Regions from separate parts of the Mus musculus genome. Here region 2 is linked to region 1. A link is a contact called in public promoter capture Hi-C data. All regions are on one chromosome and are shown on one strand. Each heading gives the region's core, a stretch centred on a gene start, on an enhancer-like site or on the middle of the called end of the contact. The rest is flanking DNA. Distances are from core to core; before and after follow the strand shown.

Region 1 (6,847 bases), core at 1,090-3,589:
GAGCAGGACTGTCTGGAAGAGCAGGACTGTCTGGCAGAGCAAAATTCTGACCACAATCACAGCTGTCATCATTGGAGGCATAGCCAGTGGCTTCTAAGTGCTGCTTAGACACAGAGACAATGACAGCCAAAGTCTCGTGACCATTCTCCTGTATGGAGGTGGCAGCCACAATTATCTGTGGTCCTGCCAAGCTACAGTACCTGCCCTGAAAGTGAGACCAGGACTCTGCCTTTCCTTATCTAGTTGAGTGATGTTGGCATCCATCTATAAAGAGAGCAGAACAGCCAAGTCAGGGCAGGGACTCAGAAAGTGGCACTCCACAGTCCAGGGCTCTGGCAGGATGAGCATTTAGAATGAAAGGGGAAAGGGTGGGAGCACAGTGAGATGGTTAAGCTGGTAAAGGTGACCACTGTCAAGCCCAAGGGCCTGAGTTAGTTCTCCTGGACCTGCTTGGTAGGAGAGATCCAACTTTCGAAAGCTGTCATCCACCTCTTCAAGTGCGAACATGTATATATGTTATAATGGACACACACACAATGTAATAATAATTATGGGGAAGGGAAGGTCCCAGCTCAGCCTCAGAAGCAGTCTCTTCCTGTCTCCTGCTCTTCTGTCTCCAGCACCGTCTCTCTCTAGAAATGAGTCATAGAAGCCAAGACTCCTCATCCCCAAGGTGGATCCTGGGAACCTGACCCCCTCTCCCTCAGAGCAAGACTTACATCCTAGAGATCCTACTTGAAGCTGTCTTTCTGGGTGGGAGCTGGTCGCAAAGAAATCAAGTTGCCTTGTATGATGGAGAGTCCTTAGATCCTGATCCCAGAAGAGTCCCAGTGGGCTCCCTGGGGGAGGGATGCTCTCCTGCCCTCTCCCTTTAATGTTTACACACTCAATAGTGCACCCTTTTGTCCGTCATATTCCTGTTCAGCTAACTCAGCTTCATCCAGTCTGAGCTGTATCTTTGTGCGAGCGCACGCGAGCGCACACACACACGAACATACATGAATACATACACATGCACACACACACACATGAACATACATGAATGCATACACATGCACACACACATGCACACACATGCACACACGAACATACATGAATACATACACATACACACACACACACGAATACACATGAACACACACACATACCAACATATACATACACACACATACACACACACATGAACACACACACACGCACACACACACACACACACACACACACACACACACACACACACGGACATACACACTATTTTCTTCTCAGAGACACAGTCTTGTTATGTAGCCCCGTCGGGCCTCCAGTTTGAGATACCGCCTCAGCCCCTCAAGTGCTGTCATTACAGGCCTGTGGTTTCCCATCCACCACACCTTCATTTCTGAAGGCTCCCCTACCATGGAAAACTTGGATTAAATGTGTTTTTCTCTTGCTAACGTGACTTTGCTCTAGGCCTATCTATCAGCCACGACCCCAATGATAGGTAAGGACTGGCACCATCCTTAGGGTGGAGGTGGGAAGGCAAGAGCAGGCAAGAAGAAGGTTCCAGAGGGAAATCTGGAATGTGGGAGCTGCTGGTCTTGGGTTGGATTTCCCAGTCAGGAGGTGACAATGGTCACTTCTTCCTTCTGGAGGGTGAGGGTGAGGTGGGAGGGGTGTGTGTGTGTGTGTGTGTATACACGTATGTGTGTTTAGGCTCGTGTGTGTGCTGCCGACAGGATTAATAGCTTTGATTCTTACACATGTCTCTTCCCTTGGAGGAGAATAAGAACAAAAGGATCCTGAGAGTAGGAGACATTATCAATATTCCTGCCCTAACTTTCATTACTGTCAGCTACTGCGGTGGTGGTGGGCCTGAAGAGAGTAGGGGCTGTATGACCAGCTGACACTTTAAGGGGAAAATTCAACCTTTCCTTGTAGCCTTCTCTCTAACAAATGGAAACTCCATCCCACCAGGAGACCCATTCCCCACTGCTAGCAAGCTCATACTTTTTAGACTGTACTGGGGACTTTGAGTGAAGAGGCCCCTCCTTCCAGCAGTTGAGGACGGTTATGTAACCTAGATTGTGAAATTCTGGGAAGGCCCAGTTCTGAGTCGGGAACTAGCAGCAACTCTGCTGACACGTCCACGATGGGGACCCCCTTCACCCTTCACTTCAAGTCTGAGTCTGATGAATGCAATAAAGCTCTGGGCATTGGATTCTGGAAGGGGCACCTTTTGGGGAGCGGGGGCCGTAGAGGAACCGGACAGGAACTGGGCAGGAGAGAGGAGTAGTCGCGTGGGGTTCCCACGCTGGGTGCAGCGCCGCGGGCCACCCGCTGCGAGCTGCCCGGAGGTGCAGGTTCACGTGCACCGGGTTGAGCCAGCCAGCGGCGGCAGCGCTGCTGCGCACAGTTCTTGGTGGCCGACCGGAGTCTAGGGCTTCCGTTGGTCAGCTGACCTCCCAGTGCGGAACTGCGCCGCCCGCCACCCTGCTCAGTGCCGCCCGCCTGCTGGGTTCCTGCCACAATGGCTGGGCTCATGGTCAGTGGAACTCAAGTAAGTCGGTCCAAGTGAGCCCCATCTAGTCCCGGGATCCAGTTGGGGATGGGAGGGACAGAGGGGCACGGGTCTCCAAGGCTTTTAACCTGAGTGCCTTTTCCCTGGGAGGAGGTCGCATGTGCAGGTGATGTGTGCCAAGTACCCACACTTTCTCCAAGTTGAAGAAGGGTCAGACTCTTCTTTTGATCCTGCCACACTTTGTAGTGGTGTGATAAGCAGTTGAGATCCCCCAACTCCCTCTGTCCTTAGAGTCACACTGATCAACACTTAGGGACTAACTTCTCCATGCGACCCAGTGCTGGTGGCTCATATTTTTCACCAAAAGTGGTTCAGTTTCTTCTTTCACAATGCGGGTTTTAGAAGAACTTTTAGGGTGCAAGAAAAATGTTTTAATACGCAACCGTTTACCTATTGATACCAGGGCAACTGTACAAATGATCTGATACATTTACATGGGAGAAAGGGGGGAGGGGGCATGGCAGCAAAGCGCACAGAGTCATCAGAGCCACAACGAAAACCACAGAGTGTCGCCTGGCCGGGGGCTGGAGGAGCTCTGTTTTCACAATGAGGTTCCTTTTCAAGGCTGGTGGAGGCCCAGGGTGTGCTACATTTTTACTCTGGTTCTTGAAGAGGTGTCACTAAGGCATGGCAAGACTGGATGGTAGACACCCCGCAGTGCCCGTTTTCAGCTCTTTGGTAAGGTCTCTGGTAAACTCCCCTAGGCTGAGCAGGGACCCTGTATGTGCTGAAAAAAAAAGTAGTTTCTCTTTTGCTTTGCCTCCCATGAAGCCAGCACTCACTATGCAAAGTTCTCCACCCTAGGGAGACAGGGTGAAAGTTCTCCCTTTAGGCTCAGAGCATCAGGGATAAGGGAATTGTTCTTCCTCAGAGGCCTCAGAGTTTTACAAAGGGGAAACACAAATACCTGCTGGGTGCACCCTACCAAACTACTCCATTTTTTTTTTTTTTTTTTAAAAAAACAGAGTCTGGTAGTTTATTCCTCAACTGAATACATTTATTGAGTGACTTCTATGCACCAGGCACCCTGCAGGTATTGATGGAAATAAGCTGAATTGCCATCTCTCTGCTGCCCCTATTGGCCTAATCTCCTAGGATCCCTGGCTCTGCCTGGAGTCTCAGACAGGCACAAGTCCAGAGCTCAGCAGTGAGCCTGCCAGGCTGCTGTCAGCCTCCACTGAGCGGCCAGAAAAGGAGAATCTTATTTTAAGCCAGGGTATAGGGGCTTCTGGGAGGTTTGGCTTCCTAGAAAGAGGGGTGTGTGCCCGGGAAGGGGGTCCTGCCCTCATGCATCTGCCTACAAAGCAGGGTCCTCTCCCCCTGCATACTGTGGTCTCTGCATTTCTGGTCCCAGCATTCTTTGTGCTTAGTTTCTTCCAAGTTCCTGGAGAACTTGACAGTGAGGTTGAAACTTCCCAAGACTTCCTTGTTCTTATCTTGTCCTCCTCAAGACTTGATGCTTCAGGTACCTTCACAGAGCTCAGGGGCATCTGCTGACTTGTGGGAAGGCTTTTTTTTTTTTTTTTTTTTTTTTTTTTTTTTTTTTTGGCCCTGCCCAGTATTTCAAGGTAAATTATCCAGAGGAGCTAGGAAGGCTCCAGAGTACCTTGGGGTGTTATTATCTCCTTTCCTACGCCATCTGGCTCTGGGGTTAGACTATTTTGCTAGCATCTGCTTCACACAATTTATAACAGAACCCACTGTGAGAGGCAGCACCTTCAATGTGTGCAATTCTAAAAGGCAGCTCCTTTTCTGAAAAATAGCCATTTAATAGGATGCAATATAATATTTCAGTACAGGTATAGTGTGTAATGATCAGAAGAGTAGGACTGGTGTATCATTATAGTAAACACTTACCATTTAGTTGCTTGTGCTCGAGACTGCCAGTCCTCTCTGTTGGCCGTTCTGAAACACACAATTCACAGTGGCTATCACCCACTGCTACTGTGTATTAGAGAACATTAGAAGATATTCCTTTTAACTGCTTACCAGTGAATATTCCAGGAAACCACTATTCTACTTTCAGATAGATCTTTTAATAATTAATTAACTTGGTGCTGGGACTCTAACCCAGGACTTCAACATGCTAAGGAAGCATGCTACCACTGAGTGACATCTCCAGTCCTAGATCCTTCTTAAAAAAAAAAAATCTTTAAAATGATTTACTTTGAGCTGGGTGTGGTGGCACATACCTTTAATGTCAGCACTTTGGAGGCAGAAGCAAGCAAATCTCTGTGACTTTGGGGCTAGCCTGGTCTACAGAGTGAGTTCCACTATAGCCAGGGCTAATTCAGAGAAACTGTCTTGAAAAAACAAACAAACAAACAAACAAACAAACAAACAAACCAAAAGCAGAAGAGAAAACTGATCTATAGGTTGTACTATGACCTTAATGCACAGACACACACACACACACACACACACACACACACACACACACAAATAAACATAACTTAAAAGTATTTATTTTTATTTGTGTGCATTGTGTGTGCATGTGTAAGCAGTGTGTGTGTGTGTGTGTGTGTGTGTGTGTGTGCCTGCCCAAGAAAGCTGGAAGGGAACATCAAATATTGTATTGGTTAGGTTTTTGTCACTTGACATATAAGCTAGAGTCATCTGAGAAGAGGGACCCTAATGGGGAAAATGCCCCCATCAGAGTGGCCTGTAGGCAAACCATGGAAAGCAAGCCAATATTTGGAGTTCCTCCTTGGTCTCTGCTTCAGTTCCTGCCTCCAGCCATCCCCCCGCCCCCGATTTTTTTTTTTTTTTTTTTTTTTTGCCTCAGTGGACAGTGATCTGGACTATGTAATCTAAGCAAACCCTTTTCTCCAGGAGTTGCTTTGGGCTAGTGGTAGAAGAAGAAGGTCATCCAGGACAGCCTGAGAGACATTTGTCTCTCTGGACAAAGAAAACAATGTAACGACTATGACGGAGCTCCTGGAGCTGGAGTCACAGGCAGCTGTGAGCAACCAGACATGGGTGCTGGGAACAGAACTTGTGTCCTCTGGAAGTGCTCGAAACAGCTGATCCATTTCTCTGGCTTGCTCCACCCTGACTCCTCTTAAATGAGGGAAAACCTCCCGAGAAGCCCAAGGGATGGGTTATCATTTCATTATAATGTAGCTGAAATATCCCAGAATGAAATTGGTTGTAACTTTTTCAGTACTTAGAGAAGATATCCTAAATAAAGGGATGATTTAAATGCAAGGGAAAGATCTCAATAAAAATTTTAAGAGAGGGTTAGTGATACTTGTTTGATGCTATATTGGTGCTCCTGGGGCCTCCATGAGCTGATGGCTGGCATGCAAGTGGGACAGTTGATGCGGTCCCATCCCTTTTCTCTGTTAAATCTTTTTATTCATCGTGGGCCTGACCTCATTTGGCTTTTCTTGGCTTGAATGCTTCATTTATAATCAACATAACACCCTCCCTTTTTCCATTAACGGGTGACAGCTACCGTTTGTGGCATGTATACAATCACAGACATAAACACAAACTTAAAATTTGGGCTCAGAAAATGTTAGGCTCAGGAGAGAATGAAAATAGCCAGTCCCCTCCATGGGGCTAATGATCTGAACAACAGCTACTGATTGGGCGAGTGCTTTTCATATGCTATTCTGGTCCTGTTATACAAGTACAATGGGGATGACACCGACTGCTCCCAAAGGCTGTTTCTTGAGGATGTGACAGAGAACCGGACTGCTCAGGGTTAGCATTTATTCAGTGTTACTGTGCTATTGTAACTGCTCTTGGTGGTAGTTGATGACTGTACTTGATAAGTTCAAAAAAGGGGAAGCAGAGGCTGAGAGTCACTCAGTTGGTCCAGCACCTGCCTAGCATGCACAAGGCCCCGGGTTTGACCCAGGCAGGAGGAGCAGAAGCTGAAGGTTATCCTCGGGTACATAGTGAACTCTAGGCTAGCCTGAGATACATGTAACTCTCTGATTGAAGAAAACAAAAGAGAACAGGTTCCAGGTCACTGTGACAAATCCAAGGAAACAGCTAGTAGATAGCAACACTGGCGCTCAAAATGGACCTGGGACAGTGCTTCTGGTGAGAGTCACTAACCTGGTGACAGACAGAGGTGGGGGGTGGAGGGGGTAGGGATGGTGTGGTGGCAGTGTGTGTGTGTCCCAGGGAATCTCAATCTGGTGACTGACAACACATTAGAAAGGCCCTAGAAGCCACTGTCCTGAGGGTAAGGACTCTATGGTCCCTACATTGGGAAGTGCTTATTTACAACTCAGAACTTATCCAGGTTCTATCATGATACTGTGTTATGTTGAGAGG
Region 2 (7,156 bases), core at 1,803-4,302, 1.4 Mb after region 1:
TTTGAGTCCATCAATATAGAGTAATGGAAGAATTCAGCTCCTACACGAGAGAGAGAAAAAAAAAACTACATGAATATGTTAACAGGATCCATGTGACCTTCACTGTAATTTCTTTCTATAAATAGGAATAAAGACTCCTCTAGAATCAAACTAGATAGACTGTGTATTCCCATGGTACCCACAAATTCCATCCAATTGGATTGCATCTAGAATCTCGGGTCATTTATCTTCCCTGAACTCTGACCCTGCTGTACTTGCCCATCACTATGCACTCCTTTAGGACATCTAGTTGCCTTTGGCCCTTTTCCTTCTTTTTTATTTTTTCACCTTAGAATAGGCTTCTCTATTGCCTCCAGTACAGTGGAGGCTCAGGTGAAAATCCTAGGTGTTACCCTCTCAGCAAAAAGACCCAGACATGAACAATAGAATTGGGGGAGGAGCATACAAGTGAAATGAGAAATGCAAGAACATCCCTGAGTGATTCTAGGCGAGTCTAAAGAGGGCTACCGGAGCAAGAAGACCACTTTTAATTCATTTGAACCAAACTAGGGCAGGACTTAAACAGAACTCAAAAAAACCCAGCTCAACCCTAATCACCATCTCCCACCCCACCCCACCCTCCACCCCCACCACATTCTTCCTCAAGCCAACCAGATGGGAAGGCCTGCAGGCCAAAGGTAGAATTGATTTTTTTTTTGTTTGAAGCCCTACTGTGCGATGGTTGTGTTTTTAGGTCATTTAGAGCATGGATGAAGTCTGCTCAGCTCCTGGCACCAGAAGCTGCCTTCTTCTCATGACTCTTCATAACCAGGGTCAACAGTGGCCTCCCATGTGCTTTTGTATAGCCCACAATTGTTTAATGATTGGTAAAAGCTATAAGGCTAATATTTCCTAAAACATTAAAATGGTGTTAGCTAGGAGGCATGGGAAGGTATGTAATCTCAGCACTTCAAAGGCTGAGGCAGGAGGATTAGGGTTTGGGGCTGACCTGGATTCTACTGAGAATACCAAGAACAAAACAAAACAAAATTCGAGTTTTAGTCTCTATAAATAAAATTACATGTGACCAGAGCCACCAACATTTATTTCCCTGTTGTCCCTAGCATCTTTTCTTCTATATCAATATTGAGCAACTTCATAACTTCAATAGAGACCATATAGCCTACAAAGCTAAAGATATTAACCAGCTGACCCTTGGCAGAAAATCTGTGTTGATGCCTTCAGCAGGCTCCTCTGCACATCTGTCCAGCTTCTGACCTTTCCAAAAGGCACTATACTTTCCCACTTGCCCAAACAGGCAAGCAATACAATGGGTCAGAGTCCTATTATATTGAAGCACACAGTCTGAGGACTTGGGGGCAGATAGAGGTCATTTCGTGACACTACTGTCCCTATGACCCAACCTGCTATGGGCCCTATTGGTCCCTTCATGTTTTGAGGACCTGAGTCAGGTGAGTTCCACCTTTTTCAATCAAGCGAACTTAAATTCATCTACCGGGATACTCTGAGAGTCAAGGCGAAAGCCCATCCTCTATGAGTAATTCCTCTAAGCTGTCAGGATGTGCTGCAGGTCCACCCTGTGAGAGCCCTGTACAAGACAACAGATTAACCATTAGAGTAGATATGCTGAAAATATACAGCTTCAACCTTTCCCCGGCTAGCTCAGAGCCATATACAGATGATTATTTCAACCGTCAGCTGCCGCATAGATTTAAACCCCCGCATAGTAACTCCTGGATTCGTCTGCCCCTTGTCAAACTGGCATAGCGTTAGTTGTGGGATACATGGGATGGCAGTTTCACTGAGAATCCAGAATGATCCAGACGGCTGCTGTCTCTTTGTTAACAGGAAGCCAAACTGATGAGTTTGTAATGCGTTTCTTATCAAAGATGGTTTCAGAGAAGAAAATGCACCCCATCAGTTTGGCAAGTATTTCATAGAGGCCAGATTATGGGCTTTAATCAGAGCACTGACGTTATTTTCTTGAAGAAAGAGACAACCCAGCATCCATCCCATTAAAATCATCTCATGCCAATGAATTATGTATTTATGAATTTATAATTATCCTTGATTCTTTCCTTCCTGCTGCATCCTTAATAAAATCATCAGCTGGAGCGTACAGAGTGATGACGTGGAATATACAAGCATCCTTGTTTATTTATTTATTTATTTATTTACTTACTTACTTACTTACTTATTTTAAGGTTAGTGCTGATATTTTTGAGCCTCCTGTCTAAAACCATCATTGTAAATGTCAGGGTGGCAATTCTCAGCTCAAACATTTAACAAAGACATAAAGAAATGTAACAGAATGTGGGGTACCTGAAAACAAACTTCCTTCTAGTATGCCTTATTTATTACTGTGTAGGTTTCATTTATATCATCATGAGGAAAACCCCTGTTAAGGTGCCAGCCACTGCTCTCTGCACCTTAAAAGGACTCACATGGGTAAGTGAAGCTCCCAGCTTACTGCTGCCCATTTTGGTTTCCTCCCTGTTAGATTCCAAGGCTAAACACTGGCATTAAACCTTGTTTACTAGGTCATCCTTTCAAAAAGATGAGATTTCGTTCATTATGATCTTTCCTCTATTTTCATTATTTAAAGATATTAGATGACGTTCTTGACTTCTGAGATTCCAGATATGCTCTTAAAACTGACTGCACCCTCTCCCTACCCTGGCCCTGCGCATTTCTCAAGGGCATTCATTCGAGTGGCTGTTCCCACCACCCCACAGAATGCTATGAGGTAAACAACCAGTGGCTTATTTCTTTGGATCACTTCACACTGTGTGCATGAGATTGCTAAGGACAGCCTGTGCAACACAGGCTTCCTCCTGGGTTTACAAATTGTCAGATAGCCAGAGGAGTGGAGAAAGGATCATGCTGCCTTGGAACCTGAGTCTTGCCACCTGCCCAGGGTGAGAAACAAAAAAGTGAGAGGGTGTCAGAACTCTTGCAGACATCAGTGCAACCCCACATCCACCGCTCCCAGTTACTGCTATGCTGGTTTACATTTTCAGTTTGGGTTGCGAGTTCCTATTAGCTCGTATGCTTTAACTGATATCTCACCCTCTTCCTGTTTTCCCCCTCCCCGCTAAACAGCTTCACATGAATATGAGTAGCAGATGTCAATCATACTTTTATTTCCGTTTTCACTCTGCTATTTCTGTTGTTAAAATTAGTGCTTGGTGGGCTGATTCTGCCTTCTAAAGACCAGCCCCGAATCCAACTGTGTCTACATAGAGCTGTTTTCTAAACCATGTATTATATAAATAAAGATCATTAATATTACCATTATCAGGTCATCCATAAACACCATATCTGCTGTGGAGTCCATTGTGTCAAGGGCCCTAGAATTCTAATATGTATTCCAGATGGTTAACACGATATTTCTCTGAAACTCTGATAAAAGCAAAATGCATGGATTTTTTAGTGCAACCCAGGTACCCAGTGAAAAATGTCCTGACAGAGCCCTTTAGAAATATGGGATGCTTTTAACCTTGGGAGGCAAGGCACAGTTGGGATTGTGATTTTACACTAAACACAACATTTAGTATGGTATGTTTCTTAAGGACATAGTAACCTTCTAAAGACAGTGCTGAATGGTCAGCTCAGAATCCATCTCTACTATAATTTATTGTCCGGATATATCCTGTGCAGCATTTTAAGAATACAAGTGTGCAGTGGGTTCCTTGCTCAGCACACTGTGAAAAGAAGCTGTGGGGTGTAGATCCTTCGGCTTGAAGGGTTCCAAAGTGCTCTGGTCTCATCTTCTTTGGGTTCAAGACTACACTAAAAATCAAAGCCAGAAGCAGAGCTTAGGTCTGCTCACTGAACTCAGATCATTAGCCACCAGAACCCCACCCATAAAGGAGAATTAGATGATAGGGGATCTTGGAAGTCTTAACAGTGTGTGTGTGTGTGTGTGTGTGTGTGTGTGTGTGTGTGTGTGTGTGTGTGTGAGTGCGCACATGTGCAGGCCAGAGGTCAGCATTAACTGTCTTTTTCAATCTCTCTCACCTTAATCTTTGAAGTTCAATGATATGGCTAGACTAAGCTGACTAGCAACATGTCCTATGCCTGCTCTTGCAATGCTGGGATTACAGGTACATAGCAGCACATGGGACTTCTGAGGCAGGTTCTGGGGAGTGTACTTCTATTGTCATGCGTCATGCTTACATCATAAGAACTCTACAAATGGAGCCATTTTCACAGTGTTCTAGGCCTCTTTGGGGTTCTGGTTTCAGAATTACTGGGCATTATAAGATCTATTGTTTTTCTTTCTAGAGATCTGAGAGATCAGATGCCCTGTGATGCAGAGATCACAAGGTAATAGCCTGACAAACAAATGGAGTCACTGGTAAGCTCTGCTTAACTCCATCCTGCTAATCCAGGGAATTCTGTAGGGGACAGTTTTTTTTTGTTTGTTTGTTTTGTTTTGTTTTGTTTTGTTTTTTGTTTTGTTTTGTTTTGTTTTTTTTCAGCCAGAAATTTACCCACAAAACCATGGATTTCTAACTACATTTAAAAATCTTGCAGGAAACCAGGTATTCATTCTAGGAAAGTCTGTTGTCTCACAGGATATGGGTTCCGCAACTGGACAAATCCCCCACTGCTGTATATAGTCCCTGGCTTCACAAGGCAGGCAGTCCTCATTAGCCTTTGTTTAAGCACAATACTCCCAAGATAGGGCAAATTCTTATGGCATGCTATGTCTCCAATTGTCAGTTGATACTGTGTGGCAAGGAGGGTAGGAGCTATGTACCAGGATTGGAAAGCACCCTACTGGCTTCAAACCTACACATTGGAGGCTTACAAAATTCCAATTGGCTTTCCTATGTAATGTGAACAGTCCAAGTACTTAGGTCCTAGTGATATTCTGAAAATGGATGGAAACTGTAAAAAGTGCATTGATGAGTCCCCTTGTTACACTCTTGCTAAACTTTCTCCACAACTGTTTTCTTGACTTGAGGAATAATTTGGAAGTCTGTTATGGGATCCTCCACATTGCCTGTCTATTGTCCTTTAATGGCTCAGCACTCTATTTAAATTGGCTCCTATTCTCTTTCTGCCTCCCGTAGGCAACTGATCCTTTGTCCAACTGGGAGAATGAGTTTGGTGTCCTGTACCACCCTCATCCTTTGCATTATTCAACAGTGGCCTTTGAGCCATATTTGTGTGGCCCCAGTGAACTGTTCAGGCCAAGTAATTAGGTTTGCTAAGTGTCATAAAACAAAGCAAGCCAAAAAACTTTTCAATGGGCTCCACTTGAGGAGGCTGTGACAAATGAAACTCAGATGTGAAGAAACATGGAGAAACCCCACTGTTCCCTCTAAATTACAGGAAACGTGTGCTGTCTGACTGTAAGGGGCTCTTTTTCCTGGATTTCTGGTGGGGGGGCCATGAGATGATAGACATACATTGGCAGGGTAGTTAAGTAATGGGATGGGGGAGGTGATACCTCCTTCCCAATGTATTAGTCTACTGAGCCTTCAAGAAACAAGCTACCCTCTCCCTTTCCAGAAAAACGTTCCTAAATGAGGTAGACTGTCTTCTTTAAGACTTTCTTGGCTCTTCTCATATTACTCCCTGTCATCTCCTTAGTTAGTTCTGTTATTAACTTATTTCCTGCTCTAATGTGTCCCCAACTAGACTTTGAAGTCCCTCTAATGTCGTTACACACACCTCACACATCGATGACTCTCCCACAGACTTGAGCCCCTGGTGAGGTTTACTAGTAAATTGATCCTAGTGGCTAGATCAAGCTTGGCAGAGTAAAGGAAAGGGTCTCGTGGTCAGGAGCCCTGGCTTCTTGATCCAAGGCCTAGATCTCATGTGCGGCATCAGCAAGACACTTCCCATCCTAGGAGGTTGGAATTCATTAAATGTAAGACCTTCCCAGCTCTGCTCAGTGATGATTTGAGCCTGAACGCTGTCTCCTATTATGTGGGAAATATAATTGGAGCCAGCCATTGACTAAAGGCCACATAACTAGCCAGCCACAAAATAACTCTCTAATACTTCCTACCAGACTCCACCTAGAAGGTTACAAAAGGAAAAAAAAAAAAAAAAAAAAAAAGACTGCTGTGCCAGGGAAAATCTGATTTGCTTTGGCGATTAAAGTTCTGGCTTCCAAGGAAATGAACCAGGGAAATTTGTAGAATGCCAATGTTTGAGTCTCATGCCTGTCTATTCAACCAAAACCTTGGGAAAACTGGGCTGAGGATGAAGTTCAAGAGTAGAATAACTGTCTAGCAAACACGAGTTCCTAGGTTCAATTCCCAACATTCTATACATACATGCATACATATATACATACATGAATGAATGAAGCAATAAATAAGTAAATAAAGTAATAATTAAATGAAACCTCAGGACTTTGCTTTTTCTTGTACTTTCCTTTTAAATCTCCAAAAGACATCAAAAAAATGAGAATGACAAGTTAAGCTAGATAAACAAGACAGATTTACCCTCAAATATGTAATACACAAGTTATATAAACCTAGCCATACAAAAGAATTATATGACAATGTCACATCAGAGATCAATACACACCCCAGACAGTCAGTCTTACCCAGTGGGACCTTCACAGAAAATAAGTTTAGAGACAAGAATGAGATGGGAAGACATACCAGCCTGGGTTTCTGTGTGCCCAAAGATCATGGTCCTCTGCGGATACACACAGTTGAGAATAATGTAGAAATGGGCAATAATAAAGTGTGGAGAGACCAGAGGGTGGAAGCAACGAGTAAAGCAAAGACCTTGAAAATACTAATATAAGGATTCTAAGAGGATCACTGTGAATGGAACAACCAGGGTACCTGAGCACACAGCTAAAGAGTCTTGGATAGATACATGCTATAAAACTTCACATCCCGAATGACAGACTTTGGACAATACCTGAGCAAGTCAGATCATCTTAAACTTTTTTCCCCTTTATTCTGGTGGGTGGGAAGTAAACTCGTTGGAGAAAATGATGAAACCCTGCCTAGCTCAGCCCAATTTCCTTCAGGCTGCTACAAAGTTACACTTATAACTTTGTCCAAGATAAGACATATTAGAAGCGCATACAACCTAAGTGCAGGGGTCTGCCATGGACATTTCTTATCCCGAGCAGGGGAACTGATGGCAAGATAAAGTTACTGAACCTCTTGGA

Evidence for each region. Promoter capture Hi-C pulls out the DNA fragments that hold promoters and counts their contacts.
Region 2: a promoter capture Hi-C map of embryonic stem cells shows a contact between it and region 1, with 9 times the contacts expected there. The contact joins the enhancer-like site here to the promoter of Lrmda in region 1. A contact is called at or near these places in 2 of 39 promoter capture datasets (embryonic stem cells and frontonasal cranial neural crest), 1 of 15 datasets of contacts at CTCF or cohesin (the NIH/3T3 cell line), 5 of 115 datasets of contacts at active chromatin or transcription factors (acute myeloid leukemia, embryonic stem cells, large pre-B cells and 1 more) and 2 of 9 other capture datasets (adipose tissue and embryonic stem cells).

What each region holds. Positions count from the first base shown.
Region 1 is chr14:22,017,373-22,024,219 of GRCm38.p6, forward strand. Lrmda (leucine rich melanocyte differentiation associated) reads left to right here and starts at 2,340. Exons shown (of 7, transcript NM_028275.1): 1 at 2,340-2,536. The coding sequence starts at 2,507. It overlaps Gm41106 (a long non-coding RNA gene), which reads left to right. Exons shown (of 2, transcript XR_874397.2): 2 at 1-1,433.
Region 2 is chr14:23,392,794-23,399,949 of GRCm38.p6, forward strand. All of the region lies in intron 19 of Kcnma1 (potassium large conductance calcium-activated channel, subfamily M, alpha member 1), which reads right to left. Among named protein-coding and RNA genes, the nearest start is that of 5430425E15Rik, 110 kb to the right of the region's middle. Within about 2 kb of position 3,053, at least 5 of the 459 cell types and tissues checked have an H3K27ac peak or open chromatin away from gene starts, as enhancers often do.